Linked DNA regions of Sus scrofa: all the other regions are linked to region 1. The links are chromatin contacts, called in public Hi-C maps. All regions are on one chromosome and are shown on one strand. The core of a region is the stretch at or near the end of the contact, and the rest is flanking DNA. Distances in the headings are between cores, read along the strand shown. Region 1 holds the start of ZIC5 (zinc finger protein ZIC 5). Region 2 holds the start of CLYBL (citrate lyase subunit beta-like protein, mitochondrial). Region 3 overlaps CLYBL (citrate lyase subunit beta-like protein, mitochondrial).

The links. Hi-C and Micro-C count contacts between places; a contact is called where the count stands out from the background.
Region 2: a contact with region 1 is called in a Hi-C map of undifferentiated spermatogonia, with 1.9 times the contacts expected there. The contact joins the promoter of CLYBL here to the promoter of ZIC5 in region 1. A contact is called at or near these places in 2 of 47 Hi-C or Micro-C datasets (epiblast stem cells and undifferentiated spermatogonia).
Region 3: a contact with region 1 is called in a Hi-C map of epiblast stem cells, with 3 times the contacts expected there. The contact joins the enhancer-like site here to the promoter of ZIC5 in region 1. A contact is called at or near these places in 5 of 47 Hi-C or Micro-C datasets (brain, embryonic fibroblasts, epiblast stem cells and 2 more).

The regions. Positions count from the first base shown.
Region 1 is chr11:68,828,766-68,832,543 of Sscrofa11.1, forward strand. ZIC5 (zinc finger protein ZIC 5) reads right to left here and starts at 1,707. Exons shown (of 2, transcript XM_005653825.3): 1 at 34-1,707. The coding sequence starts at 1,576.
Region 2 is chr11:68,506,050-68,509,827 of Sscrofa11.1, forward strand. It overlaps CLYBL (citrate lyase subunit beta-like protein, mitochondrial), which reads left to right and starts at 1,779. Exons shown (of 9, transcript XM_021065861.1): 1 at 1,779-1,898. The coding sequence starts at 1,834.
Region 3 is chr11:68,564,767-68,568,544 of Sscrofa11.1, forward strand. All of the region lies in intron 1 of CLYBL (citrate lyase subunit beta-like protein, mitochondrial), which reads left to right. Among named protein-coding and RNA genes, the nearest start is that of CLYBL, 59 kb to the left of the region's middle. Within about 2 kb of position 1,890, at least 16 of the 83 cell types and tissues checked have an H3K27ac peak or open chromatin away from gene starts, as enhancers often do. A contact at or near this core is called in brain and epiblast stem cells, where this site is marked.

The sequences.
Region 1 (3,778 bases), core at 457-2,956:
GCGGCGGCGGCGCGGCCGGGGACAGACACCCACCTGTATGAGTGCGCTTATGGATCTTGAGGTTCTCGGAGCGCGCGAAGACCTTGCCGCAGCCCGGGAAAGGGCAGGGGAAGGGCTTCTCGCCGGTGTGCACGCGGATATGGTTGATGAGCTTATATTTGGCCTTGAAGGGCTTGCCCTCGCGCGGACAGTCTTCCCAGAAGCAGACGTGGCTGCTTTGCTCGGGGCCGCCCACGTGCTCCACCGTGACGTGGTTCACCAGCTCGTGCATGGTGCCGAAAGTTTTGGAGCAGGGCTTGGCGCCGCCGGCCGGGGGCGGTGGCGGTGGCGGCGGCGGCGGCGGCCCGGCCAGCTCGTCGGGGTCGATCCACTTGCAGATGAGCTCCTGCTTGATTGGCTGCCGCATGTAGCGCAGGAAGGCCCCGGCCGCCCCTGGGAGGTGGGGGTGGTGCTGGTGCGGGTGCTGCGCGGGCGCCGGCGGCGGCGGCGCCGGGGGCGGCGCGTGGTGTTGCAGGTGGGGCCCCGGTCCGGCCGCCGCAGCAGCAGCCGCCGCCGCCAGGTTCAGGTTTAAGTTCACGGCTCCGTAGCCATGGAGGGCGGCGGCTGCAGCGGCCGCCACAGCCCCGTAGTGCGCATCCCCAGAGCGCGGCGCGAAGGGCGGCTCCGCGCGGCCATACAGCTCAGCGGCCGCGGCTGCCGCTGCGGCCGCCAGCCCCAGGCGCATCTGGCCGTTGAGCGGGTGCGGGTGGCCGCCGGGGCCTCCCGGCGGGTCGTGCAGCGCGGGGAAGAGCGCCGGGCCCCCGCCGCCGCTGCCGTCCGGGCCAGCGTAGGTGCCGCTGGCCGAGATGAACATGCCGGCCGAGTGGGGAGGCGGGGCCGAGTGCTGGGGGGAGCCGGTGCCGGACCGCTGCTCCCCTCCGAGCGGGGCCCCGTGCATGGCCGCCGCGGGGGCCGTGGCGGAAAGGTCCCTCCGGAGGACGAAGTCCCTGCTGTGGCCTTTGCCGCTGCTGCCGCCGCCGCCACTGTTGGTGGTGTAGCCGGAGAGGGCAGGAGGAGGGGGAGAGGGGGAGGGAGAGGGAGGGGAAGGGGGTGAAGGGGAGGGAGGAAGAGGAGGGGCTGGGGGCGGGGGCGCGGAGGATTGCACGCTGCTGCTGCCCCCGCCGCCAGGGTAGGTGCCGGCGCCGGGGTGCGCGACCGAGGCTGCAGCGCGGGCCGCGGCCGCTGGGGCCTCGGGCTGGGCCGGGAGCGCCTGGGAGGGAGGGCTGAGGCCGAGCGCGCTCGCCTGGGCCATGTGCTCGGGTCCGAGCGGAGTGATGGCCACGCCGGGGTCAGCGCCCAGGTCCCGAGGGCGGAGGTGCGCGGCTGTGGCGCGGAGTTGGGAGTGGGCGGACGGGCTGGCCAGCGCCGGGAAGCCAGTCATGTTCTGAAGCGGCCTGGCCTGAGCCGTTGCCAAATCCGCTAATCTCAGCGCTGGCGTGTTCCTCTTGCTCAAAGGGGGCTCCATCACAACTACACAATCAGACCCATAGACCCTCACTGGGGGTACTTTTTTCCCTCGGCCCGCCCTCAAAAACATGTATGTTAGGCGCTCTTTAACTTCTTTGTCCTGGCCTCCTAACTCTGCTTATTCCGGTTCCCACTCTGTCCTCCAGCGATTGGCAGAGCGAACACCACATTTGAGCTGCACAGTGGGACCGAGATTTTGGAAATGGCAAGGGTGGGATTGGAGGGAGCCGTGTGATTGGCAGCCGCCGCAGTTGCCCGATTGGCTCCCTTTCAGGCCCGCGGCCCAGCGGGGATCCGCCCCTGTGCTCGCTGCCGCCTCCTGCCTTTGCTTTGCGCCCCCTCCTCCCCCGGAGCCCTGCGTCCCCGCCTCCCCGGGGATGCCCAAGTTGCACTTGCAGAAACTTTGCTCTCGGCCTGCGCGCGCAGCGCTCCCATGACGCGCCTTGAGGAGAGGAGAGCGTGCGCCGGCACGCGGCAGAAGGGCGCCGGAGGCTCTGGGCTGGGCCCCCCCGGGGGGGCAAAGACCGGGCGGGTGAGCCCCGAACTTCAAAAACCTCCGCTCCCTGCGTGCAGCGTCCCTTCCAGCATCCTCCCGCTTTCTGTCTCCTCCCTGGGATGAGCTCTGGGCTGCTCCCTCGGGGAAGAGGTTGAACAGATGTAGGCGCGCCTTCGTACTTGTAGAGGTGGTGCTGGAAACTTATTTGGGAAGGACACTCCGTCTGCTCAGCGTTCGTATAGGGCGCACTGACAGTAGATGGAATGAGCAAGGATATTAAAATCCTATTGGTTGCAAAACCCACCGAGTGAAGTCAAAATAAATCTTTCCCGAAAGCAACTGTTTTACCTCCACTTTTTTAGCTCATGGAATCCTTTTCAACATGGTTCAAAAGAGTTAGCTCGAAGTGTAATCTCACTGCTCCTCGGTTCTAGATCTGCCACTTCCAATTAGGTCTACCGGGGGAAAAAACATCGGGCAGCGATTCTAACTTTTGCCTCTCGGAGATACGGTGGCAGGGCAGGCCAAACAGCATCTCTCCAGAGGAAAGCAGCTAAATAAATGATACCCTTTAAGCAGAAGTTCTTCCAGTCGAGAACGCCCTCCACGCGTGTGCCTCAGTTTCTTTGCAAGGACCACGGATTAGAATTGATCCAATAAAATAAGTATTTAAAATCAAGCAATATTTGCGATTTACTTGCTAGTAGAATAATCTTTTATCCTATTACTGTTTCCTAATAAACTCATCTAGCTGAGCTATGTCTTACTTGAAAACGATAAAAGCTAGTTTTGTTTTGTTTTTGTTTTTGTTTTTTAATGAGACTCTTCCCTTTCAAGCAATATACTATCAAGTCTTTTTTAAAAAGAGAAAGGTTCTTGTGTCACGGGTGGAGTGGGGGTGGAGAAATGTGACATTCCTGCAACTTTAGGGATCTTACTGCCCCAAAGTGTCACTTCAGCATTTAAAAGGAAAACATCTTAAAATTTTGCCATGTTCCATGATATGCAAAAATTAAAATCAAGGGTTTCAATTTTTATTTTGTACCCTACATAAAATTATTTGAAAAAAGGGACTTAAACATGGGGATTTTTCTTCTGGGATAGAGTAAAACACGTTAGCAGCTTAATTCGTTTTGCCGTCCAAGTTTAAAAAAAAAAAAGTACATAAAGCCATCTTCTGGAAGCTCGCCCTGAGAAGTGGTAACAAATGTTTTCCAAAAAGAGCTGATTTGATAGCCCGATTTCCACCGATGTGACCCATGTTTAACAGGGAATTTCCCTGTGAGCCTTGGGAATGTCATTTCTCTTAGAAAACTGACAAGCAAACAAAGAAAGTACTACAATCAAATTTCAAATGGGCTTTTTCTTTAAGCTGCAGTGAAGCTCAAATATGAGGAAATAAGAAAGGCATGAGGGCAAACAACGAAAAAAATTTAATAAATAGTGACAAATCCACATCTGTCCTTGGAGAGCAAGCATCCTTTCACAATTTTCAAAGACTTAAAAGGTCTCAAGCCAACCTGCAAGGTGGAGGGAGAGTGTGTCATCTCTATGAATGGTTTGTGGAGAAAGCATCATTTTTGAAAGTATCACCACTGTCTTCATTTCCTCTCAGAACACTTCAGATGAGCTTCCTTTATTTGAGTTTCTTGGCAATAATCATCAATACTTCCATAAGGGAAACTTTGCATTCAAGCCTGCACATTACAAGAGAAAACTGAACAAAAAGAAAGAATAAAGACAGAAAAAAATAAACTCAACCTAGCCTTTAATATA
Region 2 (3,778 bases), core at 529-3,028, 320 kb before region 1:
CTACACCATAGCTCACAGCAACACCACATCCTTAACCCAGTGATCGAGGCCAGGGATAGAACCTGCAACCTCATGGTTCCTAGTCGGATTCATTTCTGCGGCACCACAACAGGAACTCCAAAGATAAAAATCGTAAAAAAAAAAAAAAAAGTAAATTCACAAATCAATAGATAAACATGGTGATGGGGGCTGTGATGGAAATGATCAGATGGCTGTGCCAGTGAACTAGACTGGGGGATGCTATGCATTGTCCGTGCGGGCCCTTTGAGCAGGTGGCAGTAGGGTCAATGTCCAGGATGCTGAGACGGGTGTAGACATATGCATTGTGGGTATAGGAAACAGCATGTGTGAAGGCCCTTAAGTGGGAGAGGGCTTATCAAACTCAAGAAATAACTGCACAGAGAGAAGATGGATGGCCTGTTGCAGAGACGGGCAGGGGCCAGATAGAGTAAGGACTTCAGATGAAAAATTGGGGTTTTACTCTAACTGCTTCTGTCCAAAGTTCATAATAACAGAAGTAAAATCAATGAATCACCAAAGTAGTAATTAGCAAAATCTTATTGTGCACATACCAAAAAGACATTTTGCAAACTGGGAGCTCAAACTGAAACATGGAACAAGGCTCAGGGATATATTGTTATAAGCAGTTTATTTAGTGAGAAGGAAGTGATTGTTTATTCTTCACAGTGATTGGTTATATTAGAATTTTCTTAAATGATAGGGAACTAGTCAGTGGTTACCTCATTTCAACCTTGGGAAATAGTTCAAGGTTTGGGTATGATTTCCAGAGGCATAAGCAAGAAATGACCTAGGTTGAGCTGTCTTGCGAAATAAGCTAAATCAGACGTTGCTTGTATGATGACATTGTTTGTCTGCTCACAGAATTTTCAGGGTTGGTCTCCATTTGTTTTTTATTTTAACGCTTTTCACTGGAAGTCGCCAGAGTTTTAAGAAAGGAATTGGTGTGATGATGATAATACTAATAAGTAATTAACATTGCTGAGCACAAGCTCTGGGCTAGGTGAAGTTTTAAGCTCTTTATATATATTGACTCAATTTAGCCTAATAGCAACCCTGTGAGGTGAGTACTGTTTCCATTACCGTCTTATAGGAGGAAACTGAAGCATGGAGAGCTTAAGAAATTTGCTCTAAGTCGCACATCTGGAAAGCTCCGTTTTAATATCTTATCATTCTCCTAACTGTGAAGACGGAGGGGTTGTATTTGCTGACAGACTGGCAGGAAGGACCTGGGCTGAAGAGTTGTGTTTGCTGCCCACGTCCTCAACAAGCACTTCTCTAGCCCAGAAAGCTGCCGGCAACGGCTATTCTGATCCTATTACAGGCATGTCCGTCCCTGGACGGATTAAATGTTAACCGAGGCACGCACATGGTGAGGCTCACAAAGTTTGTTAGGTAGTCTTTTAACAAAAACAACAGAAAAATCTCTAGAAAAATTGGCCAGGTCTGGCTGGGAAAATGCAAGGTCTCTCGAAAGCCGTCCTAAAAAAAACCCAGAAGAATGGGAAGGGTTGGATTCAGTCACCAAAAAAAAAAAAAAAAAAAATGCTCGAGAAGAAGCCATCCACTTGGACTCCACTCTGCCCCGCGTTACATTCCTGGAAGGTCTGAGCGCTCGAGTTGGCAGGTGCGCAGAGCGGGAGGGCGTGGCTTGCGGGGGGCGGGGCAGGCAGCTTGGGAAACGAGGTCGAAGCGGGCCGTGCGCGGGGCGGGGCGAAGTAGGGGTATCCTGGGGCGTGGCGACGTGGGGGCGTGGCCCCGAGGGCGGGGCGAAGTGGAGACGGACTTGGCGGGGGCGGGGCGCGCGTTGAGAAGATGGCGCTGCGTCTGCTGAGGAGGGCGGCGCGTGGAGCGGCGGCCGCGGCGGCGCTGCCAAGGCTGTGAGTGCAGGTCCCTAGTCCCCTCGCCACCCGGCCGAGCTCGCCCAGGGTCGGTGCCCGGCTCAGCGTTTCGGGCTGAGCGCGGCCTTCCGCGTCCCTGGAGGGAACTCCCGCGGGCCACGAGCACCGTGCGCCTCCCGCGCGCGGGCTCGACCTCAGCCAGGGTCGCCGACGGCCCGCGAGGGTCTCTCCCACGGACTGTGCCTCCCTGGGGGCCGGCCTTTGCTTGGGCCCGGAAAATGGGTGCAAACATTGGATTTCTCAGACCCAGAAAAAAAGCTAGTCTCCCCACAAATGGAAACCATGAACGTGTGGGTGTTTTATTAAAGGGAGCCTGAAATTATCAGGCTGGCCTGATGATGCCATCTTCCCCCTAGTTGTCAGCACCGCGGTTCCCAAACTGTGTGCTCTCAGGACCCCTTTATACACTGAGAAGTTACGAGGACCCCTGAAGAGTTTTTGCTTATATTTGTTCATTTTTACAGCATGGGGAATGAAAGACAAAATTTTAAACTACTCATTTAAAAATAGCAAACCCATTTGTATTTAACACAAATGGCATCTTTAATGACAAATATATTTTCCGAAAAATGAGAAGAGTGGCATGGTTGTATATTTTTGAATATCTCTTCAGTGTAATAAAGGACAATTGGAATCTCATATCAGCTGTTTTGGAAGAAGTTTACTAAAAAATTCCAGGCTCCTGCACACATTAGTTAGAAAAGGGAAGACTTTGCAGACCCTCTAAAAGGGTCTCTGGGACCCTCAGGTGTCCTCAGATCACACTTTGAGAACCGCTGGTCGAGACTAGCTTGTTTGCCCGTGTCATGCACACACATGATTCTATTCCCTGACTACCATGTGAAGGAGCTGGGTGACCCGTCTCTAAAGATGAAGAAACCGACTCTCAGAGAAGGTACATGACTCTCAAAACAGGAGAGTTCAGAAACCAAATCCTTTGCTTCTGGTGTGGAACATCTGCTTGCTCTGTGTTTCCTGAATCGATGGTGTCCCTGCCAGGGCCTGCTCAGTCTTACGCTTCCCATTTTCCCATTTCCTAGACCTGGGCCTGGTAATGGGATCACCCCTGGGCCAGAGGAGCTCCCGAAGGGGTATACCCAGACCCTTGCAGAAGGTCCCTTTTCTGGACTGTGAAGGGGCCCGCTTTTGTGGTGTGTTCAACAGTGGGTCCAGTGGCCACACCCAGTCACCTACTTTTGAGGCTCCTGGGGCTCAGCCCACGATGCTCTTCACCTCCCTAGGCACACTGGTTAATTTTCAGTATACCCATACACCGCACCCAGCCCCTGGCAGCAGGCTTTCATGCAGGCCTGCATCCAGGTCAAGTCCTGTGGGTCCTGGCGCCTTCAGAACGCATGGGGCTGGGAAAAGTAAATAAGCTGAAGGCCAACCTAAAAGGCCCGCCTAGGGATGCCTTAATTTCTACCCCAGTTGGTTTGCATTTCAACTCCAGGCCATCGGACCTGCTTCTGGAGGCTTTTTTCTTCTGTTTTTGGTCTCAGCACCATTGCCCGTAGGCTGGTGTTGACCCTTCTTCCCAACCCTCCAACAGTTGCCCCTTTACAGTGCTGTCCCTGATGCTTCCCTGCCCATCCTGTCTCCAGCCGTGCATCTCTCTGTGGCCACGGCTTGATTTATGTAGATACTCTGCCCTCAACTTGGGGGAATGTAACTCCCCATGAGTATTTGTGCTATTGCCAGGGATGGCTTTTAAATTCCCTCAGCTGGCGGAACAAACAAGTATGTGTGAATAGTAACCCGTGCATATACACACATCTGTAAATGTTTCTCATGTAAGCATCTGTATCTGTATTAAACTAAACATGAGTTCATACTGTCTCTAATTCCAACCCACTGCC
Region 3 (3,778 bases), core at 640-3,139, 260 kb before region 1:
AGGAAGCCATAGCCTTAGGATGGAGTGTTTCCAGTTGTCGGTTGACCAGGGTGCAGTTCTAGGCAGACCACTAGATGGCACTCACACATTAGCGTTAGGACTGCTCCATGCCCTTTTCCACTTGGGGCTTTTGTAAAATCTCTCCAGGGAGTAGCCAAAGCTTTGTATTTGCCACATCCATCCGTCCCTCCCTCTCTCCCTCTAACCTCTCTGGATCTAATGCGGATAGTAGATAAGTCTATTGTTCTAGTTGAAAACCTCCAAAAATGCCTTCAACACCTCCCACCTTTTTAGTTGCAGTGCTGTATTTTTATTATTCTCCTAAGCACCTTTTTACATGGCAGTAAATCCATTTTTGGAGTAGGTAACACAGGATAACTTGTCGCTCTCTTCAGTCATTTTTGAGGGTGTCAGTAAAGGGAAGGGAAGTTGAGAGGAAAAGAGTCATTAAAAAAAGATAAGTGAAAGAAATATTTTAAAATATTTCTATGAAAAATTATGGGTGAGTAACTCGTAAAGAAATAAAAATCACTTAAGGTTAGCAATTTATTTTATCCAATCATTTTCTATCAAGGGGGCATTTCCGTACGCTGAGATTCGAATGCAAAATGTCTGGGGGTAGGAGGGAGGAAGCATAGGCAGGAAGCCACAATGGATGTTGTCTTTATCAAGGTGCGTGTGGTGTAAAAGCAGAATTGCATCTGAACGTTCTGTAATCTGTTGTGCTGTGTAAAGAAACACATTTCTGTCTGTCAACTGAAATGGATTCTGCTCCTGCCTGGTTCACTTCTCTCTCAGCTGTGTGGACATCTTGGGGAGCGTTTGGAGCGTCCGTCCGTGCAGACGTGCTTCATCTGTGCGCTTCGTAGCTGAGATAACAGTGCTCTGAGCCCCACTGTTAAGGTTAACCTGTACACTGCAGAAGGACAACAGATGGAAATTCTGGTTTGCAGCCACTGCAGAAAAATAAAAACATGTTCCAAAGGGAAAAGGATCTTGTATTTCTGTGTTTGAACCTTTGATCTTCGTTCACATCTGAAGGGAAGGCTAGACCTTTTGGTGGAGACACATGGCTTTGCATCTGTGAAAACACAGCTGTATATAGCAAAACAAAACTGGTGGAAAATACAATGGTTTTGCTGTGTCAGGCTAGCTGCTAATGCTTAAATTCTATACAAATATTGTCTTTTGATAGCTCCTTCAAAAATCCTTCTTGACTTTCTATGTAATTGTTCAGGAATGTTTTATTCTTTTAAATTCAGATTTTGAGCTTTTTGGGATTAAGGCATATGGGTCTCCATCTCCTTACTTTTTAAAAGGCAGTAAACTAATGGATTTTAGTTAAATCATAGTAAATTATCTAATTTTGACCAAATTGTGAAGGGGGGGACAAGGGATGGATAGAAAAAAAATTAGGCCTTTTTTAAAAAGGTAAAGTTCTAACTCGATCCTTGATTCTGAAAAATTTTTTTTTTCTTTTAAGATGATATTGCATGGGCTTTGTGCTGCAAGTTGCATCTGAAAGGCATCTTAAGCGCTCTTGAAACTCAGCTGCTTTGTTTTGAGCAATTAAGGTTGTTATTGAGTGCTTTAAGCAGCTCGGCGTTCCTTCTTCTTTAAATAGTCGTCTTGGGCTAGTTTCTTTATCAGCGTTTCCCAGTAACTAAGCCAAGTTTGTTTCATTAGGAGGCACTTGCCTTGAACCTCCACGTTTCCTCTCAGTCCCAGGCGCGGAGCCCGAGTCTGTGGTCCCCCTTATCCTGCCCCGTACGCTCGGTTTCCTACTATTGAATTGGCAATCGCTTTCCGTCCCTCCCCTTTCCGCTGAGGCTCTGGCCCCTGTAGGCCCTCCCTCCTCAGGGCCGCAGGAGTGGGGTGCAGCGAGGTGGTGGGCCAAGACGAGGATGAGAGTTTGCTGTGCAGCAGAAGGCCGCCCCTGCTCTACACCGGTGTGCCTTGCCTTTCTGCGATGGGGCCCCCGCCAGGGCCCAGCGATTGTGCTGTCACCCTCCGCACCCTCTCCCCCGCCAACAGCTTCATCAGCAAGCGACCCAGCCGACTTTGGCAAGGTGGCTTTCTTTGGGAAAGATCATTTTTGTCAATAATGCTAACAACCTCCAGTGTTGATCATGCGGACGGGAAGAGCCGGAGCCGGCTAACACATCCTTCCACACGCAGACCCAGAAAGTTGCCCCTTTGAAGTGCTGGTTCCCGCCTCACCCTTCCAGGAGGGAAGAGGGGAAAGAAAACAAGCGTGGAGATCTGAAGCCACCGAGGAATGCCGCGCTGAGGGCTTTCCTCGGCATCCCTGCCCCTCTCGAGGTCCTCCCCTCCTTTCAACTCCCTGCCCTTTGAAACTGCGGGGTTCGGGTGGCCAGGCCTCCCAGCCGGGCCTGCTGTAGCCGCAGGCCCTGTCCCCTTCAGCGCCGGCGGTGGGGCGGGGGCCACCTGGAGAAGCGGGGAGCGCGCCCAGCAGATCCTCCCGCAGGGTTGTGGCTGAAGGCTCGATCGGTGGGGAGGAAAGAAAAACCCCCCCCCCCCAAACAGAAAAAGCCCTCCCCCAAGCCCAGACCCTCCTCCACCCTCCACAGCTGCATTTTGTTCCCGGGACTGTTGGTGTCACTAGAGCCTCTTTTTTTGCAGCTTGAGAAGATAGTGTAAGGTCTTGTCAAGCCTATTAATTTTTCAGGCAGAACAGATCAAGCCCGCCTTTGATGCTGCTGTTTCCTAATTTAGTATTCAAAGGTAAAGGATCCTACCTTCTCTTCACTCTTTACATAATTAAAAGAGATTTGTTTTTTTTCCCCCCAGTGGCAAAGAACTAGTCGTGTGTAGTATTTTTTCAAGTAAAAGGTCTAACTTTTTATATAACATCTGTTCTTAGGCTCTTTCCTAAATATAACCAATATTTGCTTTTTGCTGGTACTTAGTTGCATACCATTCACCCTGCATTTTAATTTTTGACAGATGGGGTTATAAACAGTGTTCCCCCCTCCAGCTCATTCCTCTAAGTTTAAATATAGGTATTTCTGTTCTGACAAACTGAGAGTGCAATTAAAAATAAAACGCTAGAATCGTCAGAATATCCTAACTTGTCCGTCACTCTCGATTTTATTTTATGCTGGAGCTTTCTAGAGTTCGCTTAAGTGGACTTTCACAGGTTTCCATCTGCTGTCTTTAATGGCAAATTGTGACCCTCAAAACCACTTCAGGGCCTTTTGTGTTCTTATCTACGCATTTCAATACCTTCTGGGGAAGCGCCTTTGGTTTCACTACATATGCAAAAAGGCTGGCCCGAATTTTTTGACACCCCCCTCTTTATTTGTTGGTGGAGTCTTGTTTTCCATTGTTTGGTTGCTGAAGTTGGCAGAAGTCATTTATTCGCCTTATTCTTTGTTGGAACGAAATCTAAAAACATCCCAGAGTATTTTAAAAATTAATGCATGCTGTTGGAACTGTCCTGTATTAGCATAGTTGTATTTTTCCATCGTAAGGGAGATAATATTTTAAAGGTACTAGGTAGGAGTAGTCACCAGAAGCCAATTAAAATCGCTAGGATTCTATCCACAACCTGCTTGGCGGCATAAACAATTGCTACGTGGAAATAAAGCGGCCGCTCTGTGCGTAGGGCCCTGCTGTACCCGACTGGGCAGTGACTGCAGTCCCTCTGCTAGAAGAACCACAGGGCTGGTTCCTGGGCATTACCATCGCCTGGGTTTTAAAAACTTGATAATAAGGCCACACACAAACAGATTTAAAAAGAAAAAAAAAAAAAAAC